2 separate regions of the Sus scrofa genome follow, and region 2 is linked to region 1. A link is a contact called in public HiChIP or PLAC-seq data. All regions are on one chromosome and are shown on one strand. Each heading gives the region's core, a stretch centred on a gene start, on an enhancer-like site or on the middle of the called end of the contact. The rest is flanking DNA. Distances are from core to core; before and after follow the strand shown.

What was found. HiChIP or PLAC-seq counts read pairs in DNA pulled down with a chosen protein or histone mark.
Region 2: an H3K27ac HiChIP or PLAC-seq map of skeletal muscle shows a contact between it and region 1. The contact joins two enhancer-like sites. A contact is called at or near these places in 2 of 2 datasets of contacts at active chromatin or transcription factors (alveolar macrophages and skeletal muscle).

The regions. Positions count from the first base shown.
Region 1 is chr6:153,565,018-153,571,258 of Sscrofa11.1, forward strand. No RefSeq gene overlaps it. Among named protein-coding and RNA genes, the nearest start is that of JUN, 120 kb to the right of the region's middle. Within about 2 kb of position 2,439, at least 39 of the 83 cell types and tissues checked have an H3K27ac peak or open chromatin away from gene starts, as enhancers often do. A contact at or near this core is called in skeletal muscle, where this site is marked.
Region 2 is chr6:153,388,395-153,394,635 of Sscrofa11.1, forward strand. The region is part of intron 3 of LOC102165506 (a long non-coding RNA gene); the gene reads left to right. Among named protein-coding and RNA genes, the nearest start is that of FGGY, 180 kb to the left of the region's middle. Within about 2 kb of position 4,042, at least 16 of the 83 cell types and tissues checked have an H3K27ac peak or open chromatin away from gene starts, as enhancers often do. A contact at or near this core is called in skeletal muscle, where this site is marked.

The sequences.
Region 1 (6,241 bases), core at 1,189-3,688:
ATGGGCAAAGCGACTTGCCCAGGAGCACAGATTTCAAATGGATCTGCATATAGTTTATGTGGGGAAATTACTTTTCTGAGCTTTTAGTTTCCACCTGGAAAAGAGTTCTGATAATAATAGTCAATAATAAGGTCTTGGGTTTGGGAGGGCTAAACCAGGTAGGTATAGGTCAGCATTCAAGAGTATGAGCTCTGGAATCAAATTGTTTTGGTTGAAGTCCCAGCTCTACCACTCAGGAGCTGTGTGATTTCTGACAAGTTCCTAACCTTGCTGTGCCTGGAGAAGATAGATCTTAAACCAGCCAAAGAACACATTAATGGGCTGTTCAGAGAATTGAAAGAGCAATGTTTTATAAAAATGCTTGGTACAGGGGAGTTCCTGCAGTGCCAGGACACAAGTTCGATCCCTGGTCCATTACAGTAGGTTAAAGGATCTGGCATTACCATAGCTGCAGTGTAGGTTGCAACTGTGGTTCAGATCTGATCCCTGACCTGGGAACTCCATATGCCACGGGGCTGCTAAACAAAAAAAAAAAAAAAAAAAAAAAAAAAAGCAAGGAGTTCCTGTCATGTTTCAGCGGGTGATAAACTTGACTAGTCTCCTTGAGGTTGCAAGTTCAATCCCTGGCCTAGCTCATTGGGTTAAGGATCCTGCATTTCTGCAAGCCAGGGTAACTTCCATATGCTGCAGGTGTGGCCCTGGAAAAAAAAAAAAAAAAAGCCTGCACAGGGTATGTATTAGGTAAATAACTCTTGGTTCCCTTCCCCAACTGTCTCCAAACCTGGACTCTGAATGCCTGGAACAGCTGTTCAGATGCCACATTTTGCTCCCAGTGACTAATGTCCCTTAAGCCAAGGTTAGAAAGCTGACTCCAGAACTAAGCTTACATTTGAGCGCTGAATTAGGAGGAGGGAATGTGGCTGACTGGGTTATTTAATTAATAAGGCAATTTTTAAAAGGGGGCAGTTTCAAATCAACACACATGCCAAGGAAACTGAAAAGCAAGAGCTAACCCACAATTTCATATGTGGTTCCATTCATCATTGGAAGGGTCCCTTATGTGGAGTCATGAATAACAGGATCATCCAAACCCAAGTTAATGTTTTACAAACTATAACAGCAGCCAACCAAATTGCTTCTGGACCAGATTAACCATAATCAGTGTGCACCAGTGTAACGATGCTTGAGTTTCTTCTTGCTGTATGACAATATCGTTGAAGAAAGTCATTATTCAAAATTTTCCAGTGATTGTCTATTTACTAAGCCAAAGGTTACGAAAGGGAAAAAAAAGCTATTTTCATTTTGTACCTAGAATCGCATCACACACCCACATGCATCCCCCCAAACCTCCTTCTTTTTGCGAGATTTGGAAGGGACTGAAATAAGGGTGCCCGGGGCCCTGGGAGCTGGGGCTGTCGATGGCTCACCCAGCAAGCACTTGGCAGTTCAGTTAAGAGAGGAAATCGGAGAGGGCAGGGAGGGGGCCCAGCCAGACCTAAAGGGATGAGCTGCACAGTGGGGGAGGGAGAAGGGCAGGAGTCTTATTAGCAAAAGCAGCTGCCCGCCAAGTAGGGCAGGTGTCTGACTTTCTGAAGAAAAGAGAGAATTGCGGCTGTTTTAACCTCAGGCCTTTAAGGATCCAGAAGAAAGTGGGGGATGGGGAGGAAGAGCACACCCCGCTCTATTCCCTCAACTCCTTGCATCGTCCACCTTCATCTTCCTTGACCTCACACCTCCCTGTCCATCCTAGAGCCACATCGGACACCTGTTCCAAGAACACTTTCCTGATCTTTACAACTCAGAGAAGAATCTCTTCTCTCCCAAGTGCCTGTGGAACTCTGTGTACCCTTTTAAGTCTTCTCAGGGTTCTTTAATTACTCTGCCAAACTCCTGCATTCTTTTTCTTCTCTTCTCTTTCTCTTTTTTAATAGCTTTATGGAGGTATCATTGAGTGCAATAAGCTGTGTGAATTGAAGCACACAATTCACTACCTACACACCTGTGAACCCATCACCCCCACCTCCAAGTGTCCTCCTGTCCCCTTGCATTCTCCCCTCCTCCCTCCCTTCTCCAACCACGGCCCATCTGCTTTCTAACCCTGTACATCAGCCTGCGTTTTCTAGAGTTCTAGATGCAGGAAATGATAGAGTATGACCGTTTTTGGACTGGCTTCATTCACTGAATTATGTTGAAATCCACCCATTTGGCACTCACTCCTCCTGGGAATGTGGGTTCCCGGTGGTGGTGGGGCGGTAGGGGGGCGGGTCGGGGCACAGATGCTGGGCACAAAGGAAGACCACAATGGAGGACACTGGTGTGATGGGCAGACCTCTGGATTTGGTGCCCGAACAGATGTGGATCTCAGCCCAGACTCGACCGCTGCCAGCTGTGTAGCCAGGAGGAAGTCATTCAGGGTCCAAGCCTCAGTTTCCTCATTTAGAAGTTGGGGGCAGTGATCTAGTCCCTTCTCTCAGCAGAGCCCTGTGAGACACCACTGAGCCAAGAGATAAAGTGCTCTGTAAACTGTGAAAGGTCAGTCCTGGGCAAGGGATTAGGCCTGGATCAAGGCAGAAGCACACTGGGAATGCCCCAGCTCCCAGGGCTATTTAAAGGCTGCCTTGAATCCAGGGATTGGCAACTCCTCACAGAAATGGCCAATAAGAGCTAGGCCTGGTGGCCTTTAATCCCGGCCCAGTCACCAAAATGTCAAGGATTCTTTTCCAGCGACCCTCCTCCCTCCTCTGCTGGGGTTGTGCTTATTTACAAGGTCTCCTGCCCTGCGGGGAGCCGCATGTGACCTGAGGATTCCTCCTCTGGCCTGGAGCTGGCTGATAAGGGCGGCCCATCTGCTGGGGGCTCGGAGAACCACAGGAACAGGAACTGGGAGGAGGCGGGGAGGAGAGGGGAGCCCGCCAGGCCCCCCTGCCGCTTCCTTTGGCCGGGATTGACATAGAGGGGACAAGGCTGGAGGGAGAGAAGGAAATGGTTGTCTCCTGTTTAAAACCGACTTGACCTATAAAATCACACCAGATTTGAAGAGACTTTCCATCTCCTTTCATGAACTGGGTTTCTTTGCTGTTGATTTAGTAAAGAGAGGTGAGGTGAACCAGAAAGACCCAGAGAAGGAAACTCAAGGTTTAATACTGTCATTTCTTTTTTTCCTTTTTTTTAAATGATTTTTAAATTGCAATATAGTTGATTCACAATGTTGTTTTAGTTTCAAGTGTCCAGAAAAGTGATTCGGTTATAAACGTGTGTGTGTGTACACATATTTTTTCAGACTCTTTTCAGAATCTTTTCTCAGATTCTTTCCCCTCATAGGATATTACAAACCTATAAGGTCCTTGTTAGTTATCTATTTTATATATAGTAGTGTTAATCTCAAACCGCTCTTTTATCTCTCCCAGCACCGTCATTTCTTGTGTGAGCTTAGCTTTAGTTAAGCCACTCAGGCTTTAGCTAATTAGAGCTGCCAATTTTTGAATACCTACTATGCCTCAGGCATGACGCTGAATTTTCTATATACTTTTTCAGTGTAACCCTCAAAGCTACACTGAGGTGAATAGTCTTCCTCTCATTTTACAGTTACTGAAGTGAAATAGCATGTCAAAGGTCATCTAGGACTTGAGCCAGAAATTTAACTCAGTCCTGTTTGATAACACAACCTGTGGTTTTGTTTTGGTTTTTGTTTTGTTTTGTTTTGTTTTTTGTTTTTCTGTTCAGTTGGTTGTTTTTTCATTGTTGGTTTTGTTTTGTTTTGTTTTTTAATTTATTTTAGTGTCTTTTTAGGGCCACACCCATGGCATATGGAAGTTCCCAGGCTAGGGGTTGAATCAGAGCTACAGTTGGCGGCCTACGCCACAGCCACAGCAACGCTGGATCTGAGACGCATCTTCGACCTACACCACAGCTCATGGCAATGCTGGATCCTTAACCCACTGAGCAAGGCCAAGGATTGAGCGAATCCTCTTTCCATGCATACTAGTCAGGTTCATTACCACTGAGCCACAATGGGAGCTCCCGAATCTATTTATTTATTTATTTTAATTTTTTTAAGAACTTGAGGCCAGCAATTCTTAAGGAATGAACTTAATAATAAATTATTTCCTGGTCATGTTCTGTGACCAATTTAATATGGGGAATGCTGACTACAGTGTCCCTGTCATAAAGACCCACAGTGTAATTTTGTATCTAGAAATTCTGTGAAGTCCTGGAGTGAGAAAAACTTAACTTTTTTTTTTTTTTTCCAACCAAGAATTTCCCATATTAAATGGACCATCAGTCTTTTTTCCTGTAACATCTTTTCATGGTCTAAGAGGCAAGTGCTCCTCGGAGACTCACAGCTGGGAACCACAACTGAAGCAGAATTAAAGGATTACAGAGTTTATCCCACTAACTATAAGACTTCTATGAACAACAACTTTTTAAAACATCTCCATGAATGAGAGGCTCACTACCTGGCCAGACAGCTTGTTCCATTGTTGTACAAATGCACTGGTTAGAACAGCACTGCCCAATCGAAAGATACTGCAAGCCCCAAGTATGGCTCTAAGCTTTCTAGAAGCCACAAGAAAAAAACTAAAAAGGACAGGCAAAATTCATTTTAACAATATATATTATTTACCCTCAATGGATCTAAAAATAACATTTCAGTATGGAACCAATAAAAAATGATGGCGATATTTTACCTTTTTTTATTATTGTCTTTAAAATCCAGACTAGCCACATTTCAGGCACCCCATGGCCACATCTAGCTAGTGTCTACCATACGTAGAACACAGGTTTAGAAGATTCTCCTTTAGGCCGAGCTAAGCTCTTCCTGCCTGTGCCTCTCCCCCATGGGTTCAAGGGTGCCGTCTGCAGTGATAACTCAGTCACCAGCCCTGGGGATGAGTTCTGCTAGGCCGTGTCCATCAAGTGTCCCCCACACCTCAGAGTGCACCCTCTGTCAATGATCTGAAGGCACCCATCTTCACCTTGGAAAGGGCTTTCCAACATTCAAGTGCTAACTGGATCACCTTACTGTACAGTAGAAAATTAACAGAACACTGTAAACCAGCTATAATGGAAAAAATAAAAATCATTATAAATGGGGAAAAAAAAGAAAGAAAAGTGCTATATAATGCAAGGCCTCATTCTCCTAACTCCTAGCGGGGCAGCCTGCCTGTCACCAGGGTTTTTAGCGGTCTCATCACACCATTATTTTACATTAAACCTACAGCTGCTAAGACAATGCCTGGCCTGGCGCAACTTCTACTTTCTGCTCCCCAGGCCTCCGTTTCCCCATCTGTCCAATAGTGGATTTGACTTTTCTATGATTCAGACCTTTCCCATGTCTTTGTATCCAATACCACTCCCTTGATCTTCTGACTAAATCTTCCTTTAAACTACGTCTTAGAATTGAGGCACAGTTACAGCCTCCCACATACCCTAATAATAAGACCTTTCTGGGTGTTCCCCACAGGTCAGGCATGGTGTGCTAAGAGCCTTATATATAGCACCTCATTTAATCCTCCCCACACCCAAGTGAAGTAAACATTATCATTATTCCCATTTATAATTGTGGAAACTGAGGCATCAAATGGTGAGTCATAGTCACACACCTAAGAAGGGGAACAGCTAGAGATTCCAGCCTGGCCCTCCTCCCGGCTCCCTGATCCCAGGCTGTGAATGCATCTCTAGGCCTTAGACCTGAGCTGAGCCCAGACCTCAGATAACTACCAAAGGAACAAGGGAAGCTGCCTCTTGCCTTTTGTTGTTGCTGCTGCTAAAATCGAGTGTCCCCCTTCTGTTTTGCAGAGGAAGGAAATATTGTTATCGTTTCCTCCCTAAGGAAATCCTACTCTTTACAAGTTGACTTTCCTCCCATCCCCTTGACCTTCCAGGGAAGGGGCTGAGGTCCCTGAAGGCTGGAGCAGACCTGAGTTGCTCAGGGTGCCTGTCTGGAGCAGGGGTATTTTTAGAGTTGGCTGCACTGTTTACTAGGAAGCCAGCCTGTCCCCTGAACCTTCCCTCTGTCTACGGGGGAGCACTGGCTGCCGGTCCCACCCACTGCCTCTGCGGCTCTGGCCCTTCCTCCCTCCCTCCCAGCTGCTCCTTCCCTGTCCTCTCTGTCACTACGTGGACTCTCTCAGCACATGGGTGCGCTGTCATTACGACCCTGGGAGACAGCAGAGCAGGCAGAACTGCAGCCCATGGCGCTGAAAACCTCCTAGGGTGGCCAGCTGTGCCCTGGCCTCCA
Region 2 (6,241 bases), core at 2,792-5,291, 180 kb before region 1:
TTTTCTTTTCTTTTTTCTTTTTTTTGGGGCCTCACCTGTGGCATATGGAAGTTCCCAGGCTAGGAATTGAATCAGAGCTGCCAGCTCACACCACAGCCACAGCAATGCCAGATCCGAGCTGTGTCTGCAACCTGCAAGCTCAAGGCAATGTGGGATCCTTAACCCACTGAGCGAGGCCAGGGATTGAACTGTGTCCTCATAGTTATTAGGCAGGTTTATTATCACTGAGCCATGATGGGAACTCCCTTATTTTCTTCTTATAGATGAGGAAACTGAGGCCTCAACACATGAAGTTATTTGCCTCAGGTCACATCTAGTAAAGATGAAGCTGGTGTTCAGTTCCCTAGAGTCAATGGCTAGAGTCCAGACTCCACAACAATATGCCTCCAAATACCGTTGTCAAAATTTACAATAACTGTTAACTGTAGTTAACAGTTTCAAAAGATCAATTCAGTCATTGCAAACAGTTCTCAACTTCAAAACACATTTTATGGGGTGGGGGTAAGAAAGTGCTTCACATGCTTTGCACTCAGCACCTCTAAGTTGCTGTCACGTAACCCCAGCCACCATGACATTTGACATTTTTGGTTGCATCAGTTGGGATAGGTAACATGATAAAACATTTTAGCACGGAGGGCTTCGGAAAAGCCATTTGTTCTGGATTCCTAAATTGTAATCCTCCAGTAAAGCAGCTTGAAATGTAGACTTTCTGGGAAAAAACAATAGACTAAACATTGCATGCTCACATCCATTCCAGGAGACGGGATGTTACAGGAGCTGGACTTGCCAGCTTCTACCTCTGGGCCCTTGGAATATGGTGAAGCAGAATCTGGAAAGTCCACAGTGTATGCATTGATTCAGCATAAATGCTTGAGTCTTCAGCCCCACCCTGAAACTTGTAGTTTCCCAAATCCATAAACTTTGGGAGCCTGAGTCAGAGAGAAAGAGCCAGAGGCTCTAGACGTAGTGACAGGAAATCTGGATTCCCTCAATATGGGAATTAAATTCATGCTCTATAACTTAACTATTGGTATAAACCTGAGCAAATTACTTAACCTCGCTGAGCCTCAGCTTTATTATTGGTAATATGGGGATAATAGTTCCCACCTTATAAGTTTATGAGATTAAATGAGAAATGCCTGTAAAGTTCTAGTTACTAATAGTGGATAATATTATTGGACATTTCCTTTGCCAGGCACCGCATTTTTTGAGCATTTTTTGAGCATTTTTTTTAACATGTATTAACTTATTTAATCCTTCCGAGAACCCTATGAAGAAGGTACCTGGAGATCAATAGGCTGTCCTGTGACACCAGAGACCAGGGAGCCGGGGATGAAAGTGGTCAGATGCACTTACTGTTCCACATAGATGCATCTTGGCTGGGGAGATAGACAGTTTGCAGCTTACTTGTGAGACTAGTTGTTAAAATAGCAACAACTGAAATATTTTCCTACTGATTCATAAATTGCTGCTGCCCTGATCCCTTCATTGGTTTCCTCTGCCACCTCAGCCATCCTAAACCACCCCCAGGACCTCCCTCGAGTCAGCAACGAAAGAGTTAAGTCATAATACAGAAGGGAGCCTCCAGGACTTTAATCCAGTTCTTTGGCCAACTTAATTTTTTTTTTTTTTTTTTTTTTTTTTTTTTTTTTTTTGGCTTCACCTTTGTCATGTGGAAGTTCCCATGCCAGGGAGTGAATCTGAGCCTCAGCTTCAACCTACACCACAGCTGTGGCAATGCCAGATCCTTAAACCACTGCACTGGGCCAGAGATTGAGCCCATGGGGTCTCAGAGAAAACACCAGGTACTTAACCGGCTGCAGCACAGCAGGAACTCCACTGGCCAATCGATTTTGATTTGTGGGTACCCAGACTGTGTCATCTGTTAACAATTTTGAATATTGTCCCCGCCCCTAGCTTCCTCCTTCCCCTCCCTCACCAACCCAATTCACCTATGGAAAGTTCTATCTTTGCTAATACGGGTGCTAAATTTGGAAAATGTAGAAAAGACATAAACTGAGTGATCTGTGTAAGAAAGCCTTGAGGAGGAGACCTAGGGAAAAAAACTTTGAGGGCAAAAGTCAGAGAGATACTGTTTTTGTATTTGCTGAGTGTGTGGTTTGGGAGCAATAGTACAATTCAATAAGTCGGTAAGGAAGGAAAGATTCCTTTTTTTTTTTGGTCTTTTTAGGGCTGAATCTGCAGCATATGGAGGTTCGAGGCTACGGGTCAAATCAGAGCTGTAGCTGCTGCCCTACCCCAGAGGCACAGATCCTTAACCCACTGAGCGAGGCCAGAGATGGAACCTGCGTCCTCACTGGTACTAGTCAGATTCCTTTCCACTGAGCCATGACGGGAACTCCAGGAGGAAAGATTTCTTAAGAAGTATTGCTGAGAATTGGTCTTCCTTAAAGTTCCCAAGAGACAAAAGAAGGCTGTGGGAATTGTCCTTGATCACTCCTGGGCTATGCTTACTGATAGACTGGAGACTGGGCCACGGAGAGCCCTGAATTTCTGAAGGTTGCAATGAGATAATCTCTAAGACTCCTTCCAGTGCTAACTATAAACAGAACACCTGAATTGACCCCTCAAACGTTGTGCAACCTCTATAGGTTCTGTAGTTATGGTGAAAAGCTGTGGGGCCACATAGCACTGAGGTCAGTAGGGGATACACAGTAGATCTTGGATCTACCTATAGTCCACTGTGAGTTCTTAGGAAGACGCTTACCTTTATAGGTCTGGATACTTTTGTTTGCAAAATGGGAAGATAATGTGTATTGTTGCTTTTTTTTTTTTTTTTGAAGTTGTTTTTGGTGTTGTTAACGATTTCTTGAGTTCTGACCACGTGCCAGACACTCTGTTTTACATCTCTTCCTTAATTAAATCCTTACAGCCAGTCTGTGAATTATGTGTGATCATTTCCTTTTCACAGAGTAGACCCAGAAAACAGGAGAACCTTGCTCAGGGACTCCCAGCCAAACAGTGGCAGAACTGGGATTCGGGCATTCTCACTTGCCCCAAATCCAGTGCTTTTTCCTTTAGAACCTAGGGCTCTCCAGCCTGCCTGCAGAACCCAGAATGGAAATCATAAATAAGCTTTTATATGGGAGAATGTTTCGAAAAATATAAAATGCCCTAGAAAGATCAGGGGTTTAAAACATAATCATTGACTACTCATCTTCAAAAACATTCATTGGTTCTTTATGTCATTTCATCAGAATTGCCCTTCCACATTTGGGTGGATGCTGTGTTAAACCACCCAGATCCCCTTTGGCTGAAGAACTGGTCATTAAAGACTCCAGCTGCTGGGAGTGCCATGGGCAGACAGACAGCCCTCACAGATGCTTCAGCTGTGGAAAACCACTGCCCCCCAGCCGCCCGCAAAGGTCACAGCCCTTCCTGGGGCTGCCCAATCCAGTGACGGCTTGATTCAGGGGTGCTGAGACTTGGTCATCCCGACCTAACTTTCGGCATCTGTGGAGTGCCTTCTCACTTGGCTAGTCCCACTTTTGCCCTTGCCCTCTTCCACAGGTGTTGAACCCAAGGCACTCCCTAAAAACATCCTGTGTCTCTGCCCAACCTCTTAGCACTTCTGGAATCCCTGTGCCTCCAACCTCTCATGTACCAATTCATTGGAAAGAGTTAGAAAAGAGCCAGGTGAGGGGAGAGAGAATCCTTTCATCTAGGGGGCCGGGCGTCATCCCAGAACGTTTCCAGTGATGAAATGTCTGCTCTGTGTGCCCAGACGCAGGATTGGCGCATTCAGAGTGCAAGGCTCCCAAGCCCCCCTCCAGGGGATTCTGGTGCCCACGGAGGTTTGGGAAGCACTGATGCAGACAGCAGTTTCAGGCAGACAGAAGGCACTTATAAGCATGCCAAACAGAGGCCCAGGGATGGGAAGTGATTTGGCAGTAGTCAGGGTAGCAGGGGGGGTGAGAAGCCGCCAAGACTCTCTCCGTTTCAGGGTCCCAGCCCAGGACTCTGCCTGCACTTCCTGAGGCTGGGCCAGGAATCTGCCTGGGCACTGGGGAACCACATACCTCACGCGTGCATCTAATGATTGCTCAGGAAGTGGAGGCTTTGGGGCTGACAAACGCTGCACCGGAAAGGGGAGGGGAGAGCCAACAGGAGGGGGTCAGCCCAGCCAGCTCCCTCCAAGCATTGTCCTTTCCTTCCTCCCACCGGATGCCAGGAGCCCTACAGAAAAGGGATTCATTTGTCTTCATTCCCAGCACAATAACTTGCCACTGGCCTTTCTTGTGGGCCCTTGCTCAGAGCAACAGGATACAGTTGCTGCCAGGAGAGAAGGAAGGAAGGAGGCTGGGAGGAGAGGGAGGTGACAGGAGCTCAGCATCCCCAGGCCCCCAACCTGGACCCCGGACCCTGAAAAGGCCCAGCCCTGTGAGGCCTGGGGCGCAGCCTGGGAACATCTGGGTCCAGCGGGGCCTGGGAGGAGAAACGCTTTCCAGTCACAGGGCAGTCCTTAATCAGATGTAGGCTGAGGGACCGTTAAAAGCTGAGCTCTCCTTTCTGGGTGGCCTTTGTCCAACTTTTATCTTAATCTAGTCTTCTTTGCAAGTTTATCGAAGAAAAAGAAATAGGAAGCTCATCAAGACGGGTCTTCTTTCTTTTTTCCTTTGGTGTTAAAGAAGAATGCATGCTTTGGAGCTTTTTCTTAAGCCCTTTTTATAGTTGAGATTTTTCTGGCGTCACCCCAGACCTATAGCATCAGAAACTCTGGGGGCTGGGGGGAAGGGGCGTAGCAGGAGCTTAGCCATGGCAGAGATGAAGGGTAGTATGGATTGAAGAATTGGAATCAATACTGCAATCTACTGTCCTAGGGATTATCAAAACAATGAACTCAATAAATGTTTAACAAATATTTATTGAACTCTAAGTGTATGCCAAACACTGCCGGGGTAGTACATAGCTAACCCAGCAGGTTACAGTTCAGTAGGTGGCTCAGACAGGTCATAGACAACCAGGAGGGTTCAAATGACTAGTCCAGCCAGTCAGCTGGCTGGGAGTCTGATGGACCCTGGTGAAGAGACCCCCCTCACCCCCACCAGGGACGTGGGAAAGATGAACGTTGGAAAATGGAGTGTAGGGTCACCATCCCTCCAGGGGGACAGTTGCTGAAGAAAGTTGCCCTCTTCTTAGAATAACATTCTAGTCTTGCTGCTAAGACTCTTCGGAGGTGCAAACAAAAAGTCATCACAGTCATTTAAAACATGGGCCCTTCATGTGAACTCCGCTTCCTGTCAAGGAAATCACATACTTCGTTTCTTTAAAACTTAATTTATTTGGATTTCAGCACAGACCCAATTTAGTGATTAGACATGTTTTTCTCTCTCTCACTCCCTCAGTCTCCCCCTCCTTCTCTCCCTTTCTCTCTCTGGCTCCCTCCCTCCCCCTCTCTATCCCCCCCTCTTCCTCTCTCTCTCTCCTCCTCTCTCTCCCCCACCTTCTCTCCCCCCGTCTCTCTCCCTTCTTCTCTCTCTCTCTTTCTCATCCTCCCCCATCTTCTCTGTGTTTCCAATCCATACAGAGATAAGATGGTGAAGAGGGCATGAAGAAATTTCTGTGCTAGGTAAAAAGAAGTAGTGGGTCCTAGCCTTGCATGGAACTCCTGGCCTGGCTGGAGCTCATAGGCGAAAGTGGCCAACTGGGATAAAGACTAGATGGATCGACCTGAGTCCAGATGCCATTGTCTCTCTACCCTTCAGAGTGGCCTTTGGAGGAGACCTCCCAGAGATGTGAGAGAAAAAGGAGACGTGAGAAGGAGGGAGAGAGGGAAGGAGGAAGCCACGTGAAGTGTGTGCTCAGTCAAGCCCTTGACACACGTGATTTCTCTTCCACCATCTCCATCACCATGAATTACCCTCATTTTCCCCAGGGTGGAGGGTGAAACTGGAAGCTCAGAAGGATGAACAGAGGGTGGCGGTTTGCATGAGGTCACATTGATGATAAGGAGCAGAAGTGAGATCCTTCCCAAACTGGCCTCATTCCGAAGTACACGTTCTTTGTGTCCCCATCCTCTCCTGGTTGATTTTATAGCATTTGATGAAACTGATGTGTGATTGGCCCTCAAAGCTCCAGTGGTAGAGGTGTCCTCTTTCAAGTCCACAAGGGAACTCTCTCTTCCTCAGAGTTTTCGTAATTTCTTAACAACTGGTAATGTCTCTTCCTCTCCATAGGTATCTTGTAAGTGTTTCTTGGCAGTGGAAGGAAGGGAGGAAGT